Regions from separate parts of the Sus scrofa genome. Here region 1 is linked to region 2. A link is a contact called in public HiChIP or PLAC-seq data. All regions are on one chromosome and are shown on one strand. Each heading gives the region's core, a stretch centred on a gene start, on an enhancer-like site or on the middle of the called end of the contact. The rest is flanking DNA. Distances are from core to core; before and after follow the strand shown.

Evidence for each region. HiChIP or PLAC-seq counts read pairs in DNA pulled down with a chosen protein or histone mark.
Region 1: a contact with region 2 is called in an H3K27ac HiChIP or PLAC-seq map of skeletal muscle. The contact joins the promoter of DUSP13 here to the enhancer-like site in region 2. A contact is called at or near these places in 7 of 47 Hi-C or Micro-C datasets (blood, embryonic fibroblasts, heart right ventricle and 3 more) and 2 of 2 datasets of contacts at active chromatin or transcription factors (alveolar macrophages and skeletal muscle).

The regions. Positions count from the first base shown.
Region 1 is chr14:77,671,308-77,674,007 of Sscrofa11.1, reverse strand. DUSP13 (dual specificity phosphatase 13) reads left to right here and starts at 1,271. Exons shown (of 5, transcript NM_001243472.1): 1 at 1,271-1,665. The coding sequence starts at 1,564.
Region 2 is chr14:77,412,033-77,414,732 of Sscrofa11.1, reverse strand. All of the region lies in intron 1 of KAT6B (histone acetyltransferase KAT6B), which reads right to left. Among named protein-coding and RNA genes, the nearest start is that of KAT6B, 23 kb to the right of the region's middle. Within about 2 kb of position 1,267, at least 6 of the 83 cell types and tissues checked have an H3K27ac peak or open chromatin away from gene starts, as enhancers often do. A contact at or near this core is called in alveolar macrophages and skeletal muscle, where this site is marked.

The sequences.
Region 1 (2,700 bases), core at 22-2,521, 260 kb before region 2:
TGACATCTACCCCTGCCTCCCTCCTGTTCTGTGTTTAGTGCATTTGGAGCAACAGCAGATCGTCTTTAAACTGCACAAGTGGAACAGATCCCCAGTTCCTCCTCTCCCCAAGCCACCCCCCCTTCTGCTGGAACCTCCAGTGTCCCCAGCTGCACAGTAGAAGGAGTTGGGCTTCCCCAGCAGCAATATGACTTCTCAGGCTCCCAGCCCACAAATGGTTGCTGAAGTACTGCTACACTTTCTTTGTCGGGAAGTGTCTCTTCCTGGGGGGGGAGGGCGGTAGTGGATGTGGGGGGCCCAGATTGTGAGGAAGCTGCAGTATGCCCACTGCCTTTCTTCTCCCACACTGCCCAGGCTGGGGCTCTCTCTGGCCCCAACAGCCCATCTTCCTCACATTCACATCCCCAGTGAGGGCCATCAGATGGAAGGTTAAACCTCCAGAGCTGCTCTCCACTCCCCCTATTCCACCTCCAGCTCCTATGACCTATGCTGCTCCTTCTTTCTTCTCTCCTCAACCCTGACTTTGGCTGTACCCTCACCACCCACTGGCTTGGAGGAGGTGCCAGCTGGGAATTGGGCACTAGCCTAGGCTCTCCTGGGAGTTGGAAGAACAGCAGGTTTCTCCTCCTGCCAAGAGCTTCCCTGGGGCATGGACTGAATCTCCCCTTGCCCGCCACCCATAAGAACTGTTTTGGTCTCTGAATGTATAGCCAGCCCAACCAAGGGGGGGGGGGTACATGAGCACATGCTCAAGCTATCAGGAGGATGAGCATCTTAGGGAAGAGGATTAGGGCAGAATGAAGGGCTAGGTTTAGAGTTTGGGGGTGAGTGTACTGGAAGAACATGAGGGTTATAGCTTGAGTTGGGATTAGACCTGGGGTGATGCTGAGGGGGAAACTGTTGTGGGGAGCTCTACAGGTGTGGGAGCTGAGAAGGGGACAGCAATGGCGTGTTCCCAGCCTGTTCCCTTTCCTCTAAACAGGTTTTGGGAACACAGCAGAACAGCAGATCTCTGATCGTGCCTAACTACCCCACTTCCTTAGCCTGGGGCCCTTAAATACCCTGACCTCAGAACTCAGCGCTTTTCCTCAGACAGCTGGCTTTGAGGGAGTCAGCTGGGTTATAGCATTGCACAATTCCTGGGGGTGTCATCCACCAAATAGCCTGTGTAGCTGGAGCCCCCAGCGTGCAGGAAGCAATCTGCATGACTGTACACAGCAGCCCTGGGGCTGAGGACTCTGAGAGATGAGGAAGCTGTGGCGAGAGGTCATTCCTCTCCATGAACCCTGGGCCCAAACCTGCCTCCTCATCTCTCTTGGCACCTGTACCCACTTGACCTTACGCTGACACACAAAGCAGAAGCAGGTTTAGCTGGCAGCTCTTGCCTCTGCCCTGATGAGTCCCAACCAATCTGAGCCTTGGTTTATCTGCCTGTAACATGGAGTTCATCTCTTCCCCCAGAGCTGGTCCTTAGTCCCCGCCACGGGGCTCTGCTGCTTTGCCACCCTGGCTCTGGCCCTGCTTGTGCTGAGAGAGGCTCTGGCCCAGGTGGAAACTCAGAAGATGGTAAGAGCCCAGTGTGGGGTCCGCCTTAGAGCCTGCAACTCCATCCGCTTCCTCCTGTTGCCTGCGGTCCCGCTCAGCCACTGTCTCCAGTTCTCACAGGTGGGAAGGGGCTCCACTCTCAGCCCAGCCCTGAGACTCCTTGACCAGGAACCCCAAGTTCCCTCAGGGGTGGGGAGGCATGGGAGGTGAGCTGGAGGGGAGTTTAAATGTTCGTGATAGCTTTGGGCCAGCAGCTCTCCCCAGGACTCAGGGAGCTGCGGGGGGGTTGTGGGGTTGGGAGGGGGGGCGGCGAGCCCTAGCTCCCTGGAGTTTAGGCTTCAGAGACCCAGTGGAGGAGTGGCTGTGGTTGTGCATATGTCTGTGTGCGTCAGTTCTCTGGGAGTGTGAGTGGGGCAGAGTATTAAGGTATCAGGATATGAGGAAAGTCTCTGGGGGCCAGGGAGTGTTCTTAATAGGCCCCAATCCAAGGTCCCTAACTGCCCCATTAGCCTTGAAAGGGACTTTAAAGACCATCTCACTGGCCTCAGGGGACAGTGATACCTGAGCCAAGAATGCCTTCTGGAAGAGGGAGGAGCCTGGCAGGCGGCAGAGTGGTTTCTGGAAACACAGCTTCAGACTGCAGGCTGGGTATGGTCCAAAGCTCTGCTCTCAACTCCCCTTATATCTTTGTCCGTTTGTCTGCCCACACTTCTCAGGCTGAGTCTTCTGGATCTTAATCCCAGGGCATTCCTGTAATCCTTGGTTCCCAACCTAGCACCCCTGGGTCCAGGCTCTCGCATGGGCAAATGCTGCCAGTTTATGTGTGATTGGGGGTAGTCTCTCCCCTGTCTTCCTCCATGGCAGATCCTTCTAGCTTTAACTTTCTGCCCATGCTCCACATCACCCCCTCAAGGCCAAGGGAGCTTTCAAAACGCTGATGCAGTCTTCCTTCTTCCCGCCTCACAGTCAACATCCACACACACACACATCCCACAGGCAGATTCCTGCCCAACTGCCTCTGCTCCTAGCAGGGCCAGGTGCCTGACTGGGCTCGGCACTGACCATGCCAGGGACCAGGGGGTGAGTGGGGAGTGGCCCGAGGAGGCCAGAAGAGGGGAGTAGCACATCATACTTTATAATTAAACTCCCATCAAA
Region 2 (2,700 bases), core at 18-2,517:
TTTTCATGATGTAAGTATGTGTTGGCACAGGTCACATTTTAGGGCAGTAGTGACCATTTTTACTTCAAAGGCAAAAAACAAATGTAAAACAACACTGGGAACAACTGTATTTTGATATTACACAAAACGACCAAGCAACCTCAGAGCTTCCTTCTCCCCTCCCCCAACCACAGCCACAGCCGCAGCCCCCCCAACACACACACACACACACACACACACACACACACACACACACACACACACCCCACTCCTCAATTTAATCTCAAAATTAGCTCTCATCTGACACCAACCAACAGAGTTAATTAGGCAGAAGCAGATGTAACTCAGCAGCTCTTTGCTACAAGCTGAATCAGTGTTAAAAAAACACAGAGCTAGAAGAACAAAATCAGAAATCGCTTATCTGTAGCCAATTCTCAACTTAACACACGTATATTATTCACTTTGTGTCTTATCCACTGCAAATTTTTTAATCTTGGGCTGGTTTGTTTCTGATATCCCACTGGCCCCACTGTAAAATGATACACACTATAGACTGAAAATTTAATTTTATTTTAAGCAGTATCTAACTATAAAGACAAATCTAGGGGAAAAATGCATAATTCACTCAAAAGCGAAACAGAAATGTTTTTTCCCACCGATTCAGAATTATCCACACCACTTCTCTTTTTCAGAGCCCTGGGATTTGTTGGGATTTGTTGTATGTAGACAGTACATTCTATCACAAGTACAACCCTAAAAATCATTATTCTCTTTTCATTTTTCTCTATAAAAACTTTAAAGTTGGACTAAAAGTCTACCAAAATGAATATGAATCATTCTAAATTAATTCTGGGGACTCATGCTACATCAAAATTAAATTATTCTATTTTTTAAGGTTTTGAATCATTTATTTTTAACTAAAAAATAACATCAGTAAATTATATGGTTGTACCATACAGTCTTATAATAAAACACTATTTACATCATTCATTACAAACTATTCTAAACAGATCTAGAGAAATGCTTAGTCCAACACTGAGCTTTTGGCTTCATTAGTATTATATAAATATCAACACTATTCAGAAATACTCATGTCAGCATAAGAAGAGTCAAAATATCCTGAATCATAAATATTACGTGAAGCGTCTTCTAAGCTTTTACTGAAGCTGTGTGTTGTTTCAAAATCAATGTCATAACACTCGAGTCATGGGATTATGGGTGAGCCAAAAATGGTGGTAGAAAAAAAATAAAGATTAATAATAGAGTTTACTCTTGTCATCCTGAGTTTCACTTGCTAACAGTTATTTTTAGCTCTCTCACTTTTATAGGCTCCTGGGTTTTTTCATAGCCTATTATGTAATTGAGTGAGAATCTACAAATCTTAACAATATCTTCTGAAACAGAACATATACTGCTTAAGAGAAGGGACCACAACTTTTCTTCTATAACCACCCAGCACAATTGTTCAAATCAGCATCCTTAGGGAACAAATTATCTGTCGTCTGACAACATCAAATATCATCCATATGGTAATATTTGTTAACAGTTCAAGTCTTGGATGCATCTATTTCCCCTAAAATCAATGCTCAAGGCCCAAAACATGTGAATCGGGAGGTGAGGTTATAAATACTAATCAAAGAACAACCAACAAATACTTAGTGAGATGTTGTTCTGTGTGTGCAGCCCTATGGTAGATGCCATGGGGATAAGAAGCAATTAAGCACCAATAGGAGGTTACTCAAAAAGTTAAACAAAATTACCACATGACCCCGCAATTCCATTTTTAGCTAATACCCCAAAGAACTGCAAGAAAGTACTCAAATAAATACATGTACACTCATGTTCATGACGTCACTATTCACAATAGCCAAAAAGTGGACAGGCTAATGTCCATCAACAGATGAATGGATTAACCAAATGTGATATAGCCATACACTGGAGTATTATTCAGCCACAAAAAGTGAAATAGTGATGTATACTACATCACAAAAATATGCTGTAAAAGAAGCCAGACACATAAAGCTACATATCATATAATCCCTTTTATATAAAACATCCAGAATAAAGCCATAAACAGAACATATATCAGTGGGGCCTGGGCAGGGATGTCGGGTGGTTGTGTGGAGAAACTACTTAATGGGTAAGGGATTTTATTTTGGAGTGATGAAAATGTTTTGAAGTTAGAGGAGGTAGTCAAACACTGTAACTGTACTAAATGTCACTGAATTGTTCACTTTAACATGATTAAGTTTGGGAATTCCCTTGTGGTACAGCAGGTTAAGGTTCTGGTGTTGTCACTGCAGCAGCAGCTCAGGTTGTTGCTGTGGCACAGATTCAATTCCTGGCCCAGGAATTTCCATATGCCACAGGTGCAGGCCAAAGAAAAAAAAAAAAAAGGAGTTCCTGTCATGGCTCAGTGGAAGCAAATATGACTAATATCCATGAGGATGCAGGTTCGATCCCTGACCTCCCTCAGTGGGTTAAGGATCTGGTTTTGCTGTGAACTGTGGCATAGGTCACAGACACAGCTTGGATCTGGTGTGGCTGTGGCTGTGAATCTCCATATGCCACAGGTATGGCCCTAAAAAGACAAAAGAAAGAAAGAAAAAGATTAAAATAAAAAACAAAAGAACCCTGTAAAGTAGCACTACTTCTCCATTTGCAAAAGGAAAATTTAGACCTAACTTCCTCAAAACCTCAGACCACTAAATCTTGAAAGAT